Regions from separate parts of the Mus musculus genome. Here regions 1 and 3 are each linked to region 2. The links are chromatin contacts, called in public Hi-C maps. All regions are on one chromosome and are shown on one strand. The core of a region is the stretch at or near the end of the contact, and the rest is flanking DNA. Distances in the headings are between cores, read along the strand shown.

Region 1 (3,436 bases), core at 98-2,597, 290 kb before region 2:
CTTTTTAGAGGATAAATAATAGAAACGTTTTAAATGGATTGATAAAATTAATAGAAGGACAGATGAGTATGTTCTATATATCATTCATATAGGCCTAGGTATGTTTCTCTTGAATATTTATTCTGTCTAGCCTTCAGCGTACCTCTACACTTTCATTTCCCTTCCCTTCCTTTCCCCTCCCTCTCCCCCACTTCCTCCTCTTATTCTCTTTTTTTTTAAAAGATTTATTTATTTATTATATGTAAATACACTGTAGCTGTCTTCAGACACTCCAGAAGAGGGCATCAGATCTTGTTACAGATGGTTGTGAGCCACCATGTGGTTGCTGGGATTTGAACTCCAGACCTTGGGAAGAGCAGTCGGGTGCTCTTACCCACTGAGCCATCTCACCAGCTCCCTCTTCTTCGCTTTCCTCCTCCTCTTCTTCTTCTCTTTCCTCTTCTTTCCCTTACCCTCTCCTCCCTCCCCCTCCCCCTCCCCCTCCCCCTCCCCCTCCTCCTCCTCCTCCCCCTTCTCTCCTCAACTCCAGAGGACAGGGTCTCACTAGATCTCACTGTGTAACTCTTGACTGTCCTGGGATTCTTTCTTGAACACCAACCAGGTTGGCTTTGAACTCACAGGGTTCCACCTGCCTCTGCCTCCCAAATGCTGAGATTAAAGGCATGTGCCACCATGCCTGGTTTTGCCCTTCCTTTCTGAGGTCATGAGGCAGACATCAGGAGACAAATGGAGACAAGCATGCCTGATTAACATATCTTAGGTTCTCTTAAAATCTGACCTTGTAATGGTTCCCTTCATCTCTACTACCAGCACTTCTCAGAGTTTTTCAGCACCTGGTTTAAAAACAAGAAGGATTTTAGAAGCTTGCTGCATCTCTTCTCAGAGTTTCTGAATCAGTAGGTAGAAGAGGGGTGAGCACCAAGTGTTTGTACTTCTAACAGTTTCCCAGGTAATATGGTGGCTACTGGTCCAGGCGGTATCCTGAGAACCACAGCCATTGGGTTTTTCTGTGTAGGTCTCTGTTGTTAATGCCAAAGCTCTTTCCACTTGTGCTTCTCAAGCAGACACTGCCTGGGTCCAGAGCACTGCTCAGAGGCGAGAGAAGTGACGAGGACCTTAGTGTCTAGTTCCCGGGCCAGGCAGGCTTGGTTCCTAATGGCTGGGGCGTTCTCCCACAGAGGCAACTTGAGCCCTGGCTTGGCAGAATATGAAACAGCCTTGGCCTGTACCCTTGTCTGTGAGTTTTTAATTGCAGAATCTGGGTGGCCTTCACACAGTTGTTTGCATAGCGAGGGAAAAGAGATAAGTTCGGTAACCTTGGAAGACCAGTCTCTCCCCCCAACCCCACCCCCAGTCTCCTGAGAAGTGGTGCCCAGAGGAAGAAACACTGTGTGTGGGAAACCAGAGAGGGGCTCTAGAGGGTGGCCTGCAGAGGCCAGGCGAGGGGGTGGCGTTTCTAAAGAATGAATGTCTACCGAAATTACTTCCTGCTGCATGAGGGTTCATTAGCTGGAATTCTCTAGATGACAAGGGTCTCTAAATCTCCTTAGCTGGACTCCGGGCCATGATTCTCCCTCCCAGGATATAATCACTCAGAAAGACAATCTTGGCTCCAGCTGTTGGATTACAACAGCCAGTCCAGAGAGTGGGTGGCTCTTAAATTGAACCTCTCGAGTATGTATATCTGATAGGGACAAGGAATTCTCTGTCCACGAATAACCACAGCCACATCAGGGCACAGACTCAAACACAGCGCAACCAACAGCCCAGGTGCCCAGGCCCCAGTTTGTATTTATCTGTTTTCTCTTGGGCAAAACCACAAGCCAATAATTGCTTTCTCTTTCCAGCCACACCTTTGCCAAATGACTTGGGCCGTGGGTTGCTGTGAGTCCATCCTGGATCTGTCATGCCGTGAGAGCCCAAGACAGTTTCAGTTTCACAATGTTAATAGCAATAATGGGAGCGAGTTGTGAAGTGCGAGCTCCCCAATGGGACCTGTGCCAAGGACTTCTCATCCATGATCGCATATCATCCTCACAACAGTACCAGATAGTGGGGTTTATTACGCCCAATCTCCAGATGGTGGAACTGAGGTTCAAGGGTTAGGTAACTGCCCTGAGATCACACAGGCAGCAAGATGTGGGAACTTGGTGAGGACTCAAGCTTGTGTCCTTGTCCCTGCTCTGACAATTTTGTACTTGACACGTGCTTGTTAAGCTAACCAGCCTATCTACACATGCATAAAAAAGAACTTCAAAGGAAGGTTCTAACCTGTATTATTTCAAAACAGGAAACTTAGCCAACCAAACACTCCATTTTCCAGGCGAGTCAGTTAACTAACTTGTTAGAGTATAGTCAATAGTCAATCAATACTCAACACTTGCATAGTAGCAGTTAGCATTAGGGGAAAGGAGAACATAGGAAAGCAATGGCTGGTGCGTGGAAGGTCTGCATAAAACAAACATGGCAACCTATCTGAGGCTCACAGCAGTGTGGAGTCAAAAGTTCTCTTTTTCTTGGAGCACTTAGGGTCCTCCTTAGTTCTTCTGCCAACCTCTCAAAACATGCTAGTTTCCACAACTCCCTTCTTGATCTAAAGACTCGTGTTCTCAGCATTGGCTTGCTGGCCTCACATTGGGCGTGGGAGCAGGCAGGTGGGTGTGAGCATAAGAAGACATGGAAATGAAGAGTGTCTGCCCTTCCTTCCTGCAATGGCCGAGAACAGCGTGGGACGTGCCAAGTGGGACCAGACCCCTCTACACACAGGGGGGGTTCTGTGAGGGTCGATCTGACTCCAGAGAGGAGTTCAGGTGGTCGGGAGCAGGCCCTGGATATCCCAGCACCTCAGGGCTTCGCTCCATTTTTGCAAACCTTCTCCAGTGTGTAGCTTTATCAGACAGTGACTTTGCAGCTAGTAATTCTGCAAGCTTGCCTCTATCTCCCATTTGTTGGAACTCACTTTGGATAAGGGTGGTTTATAGAGTGGTTCTGGAAGAAATGTGCTGTAACAAAAGAAACCATTATGCATAATTTCAGATGTAGCATATCTAGATCTGAAACCCAGATCTGTTGTCCCTTACTAGCAAAGGAGGGCTTTCAGCCAAGACAATGGGCTGAGGTTCTGTGGGGACTCCACTCTAATCTTCAGGTATCAAACCACTTTAAGGGCTAAGTAGCTTAGCAGAAACTTGCCTCATAGGCAGGAGACCCTGGGCTCAACCCCAGCACTGTAAATTAGCAAACAACAGGGCTGCTTTTAAGAACTGTTTTTAAATCCTTATTAATCCAAATGGGATAAAGGGAACCTTCGTGGACCATAGTTAAAGAAGAAACCATAGACCATAGTGGGGCGGGACAGCATGGGTAACAGACTGTGGTGCCACACAGAGCAGACATGTGGCTTGAAAGATGTGCTCTGAAGCCAATGCAGACCACC
Region 2 (3,823 bases), core at 78-2,577:
TACACTGAAGCAGAAAAGCCGGCTATAGAAAGACCTGTATGTAATAGTCACACAAACAGGTTCGAAAACATTGTAAGGAATCCTAACTATGGAACTGATTCTGAAATGTTTACTTACAAGAATAAAAAAAAAAAAAATGTGTTTGACATATGGGATATGGATGCACATCCCTGCCTAGGGAAGAGAGTGAAAACAGCATGTAGAGATGATATTCACAATAGCTCGGGTGTTAGTCAGCTCTGAAGAAGAAACTGAGAGTCACAGGAGGACAAACAGCCTTCTTTGTAAGTCACCATTCCCTGGGAAGAAAACGCAGCGACCTGAAGCAAACGTGGCCAACCGGTGCTAAGCGCTCACCGCGTGGCTAGCCTTTCCATTCTCTACATTTCCGGTCCTCATGACTAAACCTTCTATAGTAATGAATGCATTAAACACACAGGAAGGAACCTGCTGTTGCAAAGTAGTGTTTACCTCAGTAGCTTATTTTTAATAACTGGAAAAACGCACACATGATATTTGTGAAACTACTGGAAAATTAATCGTACAGCTGTCACACATTGATATGGAATTCCTGTCAATTTTTTTCCCCTAGGTGTGGTGATGGTGTTAAAAAAAACATTGACATCAGAGATTCCTTTAGGGGAAGATCGTGTGGTGAATATCTGAAATATAAAGGCCTGTGATGCTGTATTTTAATTGTTCAAGCTATATGAAGCAATTCTAGATTAGATTTTGTAACTGGTGTTTATATTTGGTTTTCAGAAGTTACTCTGAGGTATGAATGTGCATCTTAAAGACACTATGTTAAACTTATTTAATCCACACTTAAAGCATTTGTTATAAATTGAAAATAGTTCTACGGTATATTTTATTTGCAGCAATCATATGTGCAAATAACCATCACTAGGCGAATAAAATAAAATGTATTTTTTTAAAGTGCCTTATCTAGTAGAGACATTTATTGAAATGTTCAGGGCTTAATATATACGTATGGAAATGTTTACAATTTACTTTAAATACAGAATTGACGGAGGTGGGAATCTGAATGAAACATGGCGAGCCGAAATGTGGTGATGGTATGTGAGGAATTCCTACACTCCTCTGTTAATTTTGGGTCTGTTTGAAACCGTTTGTGACATATCCAGGTAGACAAGGGGTGTGTTCATCCTAAATAACACAGAGCAGTCAAACCCTGGCATGACTGGGAGGAGGGAAAGAGAAGTCAAGGATGAAGTACCACACAGCTACAGGCGGTATCCGCATGGTACCGGATCTTTCTGCGGCTCCTGGGAGTTTCTAAGCACAACAACAACAGAGCAGGCGGTCTGGAAACCGCCAGCAGCTTGACACTACCCACGCTGAAAGAGTTACGCTTCTCATTTTGCTGAGAGAAGAATCATTCCTCTGCCAGCTGAATAAGGCAGGAAGTCAACCTAGGAATTTTAATGCTGCGTTTACTGCTTGCTGGTTCAGTAGAGGGGAAAGCAGCTGCTAAAACTCTCCAGCATCCCAGACTTGGCCTTTCCCTTTAATCCAGAAGAAGGCAAGCAATTTAGTCAAACACACCCATGCTAATTAGTTCTACCTGCTACTTCGTAATTATGCTATTACCAGATTTTTAAAAATGAAATCCAATTCTTTGTTTTCAGTGCCTATGAATGAGGGTTTTCCCCTCTTGATTAATTACAAAATGACGGATGTTGAAGAATTTGCAGGCCCATCCTTTTTTGAAAAATTGGCTTTCTATTGTGCAATATAGGGTTTTGTTTTGTTTTTTGCTCCATAGTTTTTAATGAGAAACATTAACTTGGTAATTCTCATTTGTTTAAAATGACATTTGCTAAGAAGCCAAATCCTGAAGTATCACTTCTAATTACAGCCTTGAGTTTATGTCTCTCAAAAAGATTATAATTTAAAAAGCACGGTGTAATTGTAATACACAGCAAGTGTGTATGGTTTGAACAAGGTCTCATACCTTGGTTCTCTCCAAGCTTGTTATCATAGCAAAGATTACTACATTTTTAAACATTAAAATGAAAATACTTTAGGAATTACATAATTACAAAAGTAGGAAGTTTATAGGAAAGAGGGAAACATTAAGATTTTTTTTTCTTTTAAATGATTGAAACAGCAATCAAAAGCAAGCCAGGTGTTGTGGGGCATACCTGTAATCCCAACACTGTGGGGAACGAAGCAGAACTACTGTGAAGTTAAAGATTAAACTTCACATGGGGATGAGGGAAGAAAGAGAGAGAGAGAATATGAATATGAATGAAAATGATTATCTCTTTGGAAACATCTCTCTCAAGAGAGCTGACTTAAGGCTGTCTTGTAAATAAGCACAGAAAATGGAGCTATGTACCTGTTGATATTTGTATTTCCTGACCTGTGACCCCAGACCAGAGCTGAAGGAAAGCCACCTAGCAGCCTTTGCTTATCTAGGTGATAAAGATGACCAAGGTTGTCTAGTAAGTTCCTCTTTTGACACAGATCTGTTTCTTTGACAAACAATTCTATTCAAGAAACAACACCCATCTGGCCAGATGATTTTACTCCTTATTAGTGAAAGACAAGAGCAGAAGTCATGTTTGGTAGCCTCGGGTACTCCCTTCAGTCATGTTTGGTAGCCTCGGGTACTCCCTTCAGTCATGTTTGGTAGCCTCGGGTACTCCCTTCAGTCATGTTTGGTAGTCTCGGGTACTCCCTTCAGTCATGTTTGGTAGCCTCGGGTACTCCCTTCAGGACTGACATTCCCTGCTGCTGTGCTGAAGACCTTCAAGCTTGTGGCCATGGAGTTGCCGGTCCCCTTGTAGAATAACAAGGCAGAAATGCAGCTAAGTTCAATAGGTGGGCCATCCTGCTCAGTGGCTAATGAACACCACTCTGATGCATAGCATCAAAAACTCTCTAGAACAGAATAGGTTCCTGATGTGGTGGCCAGGACAGGTTTCGGGGGAGAAGAAGGCGTCTGAACTGAACCTCAAATGTTCACCATGGTGTCAACAGCCTTTCATGGAAGGTCAGTCCAGTGAAGTGTACAGTCATTGTAACAGGGCAACGCTAGATGTCACGAGCAAAGGTGTCCTGTTTGTATGAAGTGTGGGGGACTAAAGAGGAAGAGAGGGTCTGCAATAGAAGAGAAGGGAAGTTTTAACTTCAAAAGATTTTGTAAGGCTTGGCGACTCCTAGTGATCAAGTCTCCTTTACAGTTCCACATCAACTGCATTGCTAGCTTCTCTTCCCCTACCACCCTGACACACAAGAGGCTCACTCAAAAGCAGAGTGAGAACAGGGGGAGCTGTGTTCCCCCATTCTTTGCCTGACCTTAGTGAACCTGCATAAGTCAGAGCATCCCTGCCCCACTTAATGAACAAAGCATTTGTTTGTGGTCAGAGGGTATTTCAGAATGAAGTCGAATTTGAGTATCTCATTCATTTATCTTTCTATAAACATTGAGTCCCTACTGTGTGCCCTTCACTGGGATGAGCAACACTGAATCCCTACTGTGTGTCAGTCACTGGGCTGAGCAACAATGAGTCCCTACTGTGTACCCTTCTCTGGTCTGGGCAACACTAAGTTCCAACTGTGTGCCAGTCACTTGGCTAGGCTACACTGAGTCCCTACTGTGTGCCCTTACTGGGCTGGGCATTAGGAAGCAATGTGAAATTGATCTGTGCTTAGTACCCAAGAGACTTAACAGTGACAAGGTTACTTTCAAAACCTCCCCATGCTTTCTTTATGTTAACCAGGCACCTACCCCAACAGTTATTCCACTCTTGGGCACTTATTTGAGAGATATAAAAACACAATTTACAAAATACAT
Region 3 (3,837 bases), core at 803-3,302, 360 kb before region 2:
AAGCTTGTATGCTTCTTATGTGAGTAGGGGGCACATATGTGTGTATGTGTATGCATGCAGGTGGTGCCCATACAGAGCCAGAGGTTGATGCAGGATCCTTCTATCACTCTGCACTTTGTTTTTATTATTTATTTACGTATTACTTTCTTGATCATTATCTCTTGACCAAGAGACCAAGTAGGAAAAGAGGAAGTGTGTACTAGACAGTTGGTGACACTGGGCAGTTGACTTGCTTGTTAAACATTAGATGTTCTGGCTAGGATTATTTTTTTGTTTCCTCCTCCTCCTCTTCTTCCTCCTCCTCCTCCTCCTCCTCCTCCTCCTCCTCCTCCTCCTCCTCCTCCTCCTCCTCTTCCTTCTCCTCCTCCTCTTTTGTCAACTTGATATAATATAGAGTCATTTGGGAAGAGAGAACCTCAGCTGAGAAAAGGCCTGTGGGCAAGCCTGTGGGGCATTTCCTTAATTGATTGATGTAGGTAGACCAGCTCTATGAGTGGTGCCATCCCTGGGCAAGTGGTCCTGAGTTGTGGTGAGAAAGCTGGCTAAGTGTAATAAGGTAGTAAGCAGCAATCCTCCGTGACCTCTGCATCAGTTCCTGCCCACAGGTTCCTGCCTTTCATTCCTGCCCTGAGTTCCTTAGGTGATAGACTGTGATGTAGAGCTGTAAGCTGAAATGAACTCCGCTAATTCCTTTTGGCCGTGGTGTTTTACCACAGTGATAGAAACCCTAACTAAGACAGCAGTCATTCTTTAGTAATGGGTTTAGGATTGGTTCTAGGACCCCTGCAGATACCAAAACGCTCAGGTGCTTTAGGTGAGTATATGATCTAGCATTTGCATATCATCCATATATTCCCTCTCACACACTGTAAATCACATCTAGATTACATATAAAACCAAGTACAACATAAAGGTTATGTAAATAACTGCTGCATAACTTAGGGAATAATAGAGTCTGAACACGGCCAGCACAAGCCATTTTTTTTTTCTGTGCATTTTTGATCCACTGCTGGTTGAATCTGCAGATACAGAAGGCCAACTGGACCTTGACTACTGGCCATTGTATATGACCTGATGTTCAGTTGTAGGTTTTGTCATGTGCGGAGAAGGAAAGGAGGCTTCTGAGAGGAGCAGTGATGGGAAGGACAACAACGGCTCTGTGAGCATCCTGAGCAGATGCTGGCTTCACACTTTGCATATTTGAAGACAAGTTTATGTGGCTACAGATCACAGACGGTATGGCTGCTCCTTCCTGGTTCTGACGCTATTGAGGAAAGCTGGGTTCATAGTCTCCCCTTTTCTTTCCCCTGCATCTCACCCATTCCACTGGATGAACTCTTGATTTATAGCTCAGATTGGTCTTACTATCCTCTTGCCTCAGCCTTTTGGGTACTGGGATTATGGGTCTGCAGTACCACATCTGGCTCACATTTTTTTATCATTTACTATCACTTGACCTGGGTAGGAATTCTCATTTTGTGGTATAGCTGCTTATATAGTGTGGACTATTTCTACCTCATGAGATGGTTTTTGGCTTCAAATGAGGTTATCATATATAGATTGACTAAAGATAGAGCCAGGCACATAGTAGGTACTCAGTTAATAAGATCTGGGCCAGAAATTCCAAGATTTTGTACAGTTTGGTAGGTCTAAAGCTGACAATAATGCTTTCTTCTTCCCAAAGAGAGCACACAAAACCAAAGGCCATCAGATCAACCGGCCAGCCAAGCAGAAGGTATGGCAGCAGATGGGCATCTTATTAGGAGACACCCTGCTAGACGAGAGAGCCACTCTGTTGAGGTATTAGCATAATCTTCCTTTGAAACTTCTGCTCATAGAGAACAACACCGACTTCAAGTTGGTAAATAACTCAAAGGAATTTAATTTGCCCTGTGAAGTGTGGGTAATACTGCTTTATCTTTCAGAGAAGACGCACTGCCGCCTCCATAACATTCGTAATGAGGCCATTACCACCCGAGAGCGACTCCCTCCTGAGTTCTGACAGAGCAGTAGGCCACATGGCCGTGATTCATCTGTAAATCATGCTCTCTGTTTAAAAATCTTGGCAACTTCCTCCTTGTGCCCTGCTGTCTCTGTGGAAGGAGGAGGCATGGGAGGGAGGGAACCAAGGGAAGGGCATGAGATGTAAGGCTTGACTCTGTATTCTGTAAAACCATTACCCTTCTTCATTTCCACTAGAGTACCCCCATTTCTGCATGGTATTTTATACTCAATTAATTCCTGGAGATATTGCCAGAAACTAATGTGTTCTGTGTGCATACTGGATAACCGTGGGGATTTTAAAAAACTGTTGTTATTTGTTTAGATCATGTTTTTGCAGACAGTAGCAATATTAGTTGTTCATTTGGGGACATGGAGTAACTAGCCTGAAACTATTATTCTTTCTTTGATTTGATTCATCTATGCTTGACCCAAACGCTGTTTTGAAATAGGAAGAAAACCAAGTGTGGTGGCAGTGTTTGAAATCCATGCACTTGTGAGATTGGTGCTAGGGAGGGTGGGGTGGGGTGGCCGATGTTGGTCTGGGTGTGGTGAAACACACCTTTAATCCCAGAACTCAGGAGGCAGAGGCAGCTCGGTCTCCCTGAGTTTCAGTTTAGATAATGAATCCCATGCCAGCCACCGTTAGATCTCGAGACACTGTCTAAAAGACAAAAGCAAAGCAACTGACTGGGACTGGGGAGTGGGGGTTAGCTACTGAATTGTGTTGTGCTTTTATATGAAATAGAGACGAACACCGGTGAGTTCATAATCTTTGTGAGCCTTACTATGTGGAGACACCACAAGCTGTAGAAAACACACTGATTGGGATCAAAGTCCCTAGGTCATGACAGGCCCAGATGGCAACTGATTATTTCCGTCCTTGCCTAGCCTCTCTGCCTGGTAACAAAGGGTTTTATCACACTTTCTAATTCGTGGCCTGGGATGATAAACAGCAGAGGCTTGCTTGGAGACTGACCCATGGCCTCATGCCCAGTAGCCCTTTTAATAATAGACTTTTCCTGCCTTGTTTTTTGTATAGGTGCTAACATCAAGTTTGGGTATGCATCAGGACTCATGAGTCCTCATCTGGGTCCTCTTCCAGTACCCCACCAGCATCACCCTATTCTGGCGTCAGGCTTTTCTTTTCTGTGAATAGGAGTCAAAGCAAAACAAAAAAGGAGGTGGGCTGGGACAGCCGCTCAGTCAGTAGGGTACACGCTTGAATATCTGAGTTTGACTCTTAGTACCCATGTTAAAGAGCTACATGGTAGTGCATACTTGTGATTCCTGTACCGGGGTCAATAGAGCAGACAGATTTCCTAGGGGCTCAATGGCCATGAGGTCTAGATGACATGGGGACTCCAGGCTAATGAGAAACCCTGTATCAAATAGTGGAGACCATGTGAGGGAGGGTATCCAAAGTTGATCTTTGGCCTCCATACACGACCCCCCAACACACACACACACACACACACACACACACACACACACACACACACACACGGGTCTTTTTCGGTGAGACTCTCGCAGTGTCTTTCTGGGTCCAATTATGATGCTGAGTTAAGGTTTCAGAGGAATGATTTCATTCTTTAAACAATCAGTGTCTTTTAAAGATCCAGACATCTTTTTGACCATGTCCCAAGGACCTCGGTGGACTGATGTGTCAGAGGGTTCCTCAGTCCTAGGTTATGTTTTCCCAGCTGCTCTGGCCAGCAACAGAGAGAAAAAGACACTCTGGCATATGGGTCAGATGCTTGCATTATTATTTTTTTTTTATGTGTGGGAAACATACGTGGAAGGGCCTCAGATTGTAAAAAGCCGACCGGTGCATAG

What was found. A called contact is a pair of places that touch in the nucleus more often than the background predicts.
Region 1: a Hi-C map of nephron progenitors shows a contact between it and region 2, with 3 times the contacts expected there. The contact joins two enhancer-like sites. A contact is called at or near these places in 1 of 15 datasets of contacts at CTCF or cohesin (the NIH/3T3 cell line), 10 of 484 Hi-C or Micro-C datasets (the C2C12 cell line, adipose-derived mesenchymal stem cells, bone marrow-derived macrophages and 5 more) and 6 of 115 datasets of contacts at active chromatin or transcription factors (the NIH/3T3 cell line, T-cell acute lymphoblastic leukemia, embryonic stem cells and 2 more).
Region 3: a contact with region 2 is called in a Hi-C map of cortical neurons, with 2.4 times the contacts expected there. The contact joins two enhancer-like sites. A contact is called at or near these places in 1 of 39 promoter capture datasets (hippocampal neurons), 1 of 15 datasets of contacts at CTCF or cohesin (the NIH/3T3 cell line), 10 of 484 Hi-C or Micro-C datasets (cerebral cortex, cortical neurons, embryonic stem cells and 4 more), 4 of 115 datasets of contacts at active chromatin or transcription factors (the NIH/3T3 cell line, embryonic basal ganglia, pancreatic cancer cells and 1 more) and 1 of 9 other capture datasets (embryonic stem cells).

The regions. Positions count from the first base shown.
Region 1 is chr13:97,616,429-97,619,864 of GRCm38.p6, forward strand. It overlaps Gm34087 (a long non-coding RNA gene), which reads right to left. Exons shown (of 5, transcript XR_873831.2): 2 at 779-833. Among named protein-coding and RNA genes, the nearest start is that of Gm34087, 4.6 kb to the right of the region's middle. Within about 2 kb of position 1,348, at least 39 of the 459 cell types and tissues checked have an H3K27ac peak or open chromatin away from gene starts, as enhancers often do. A contact at or near this core is called in nephron progenitors, where this site is marked.
Region 2 is chr13:97,909,889-97,913,711 of GRCm38.p6, forward strand. The region is part of intron 35 of Arhgef28 (Rho guanine nucleotide exchange factor (GEF) 28); the gene reads right to left. Among named protein-coding and RNA genes, the nearest start is that of Gm34388, 18 kb to the left of the region's middle. Within about 2 kb of position 1,328, at least 62 of the 459 cell types and tissues checked have an H3K27ac peak or open chromatin away from gene starts, as enhancers often do. A contact at or near this core is called in cerebral cortex, cortical neurons, nephron progenitors and 1 more, where this site is marked.
Region 3 is chr13:97,544,284-97,548,120 of GRCm38.p6, forward strand. No RefSeq gene overlaps it. Among named protein-coding and RNA genes, the nearest start is that of Gm41029, 7.5 kb to the left of the region's middle. Within about 2 kb of position 2,053, at least 102 of the 459 cell types and tissues checked have an H3K27ac peak or open chromatin away from gene starts, as enhancers often do. A contact at or near this core is called in cerebral cortex, cortical neurons and ventral hippocampal neurons, where this site is marked.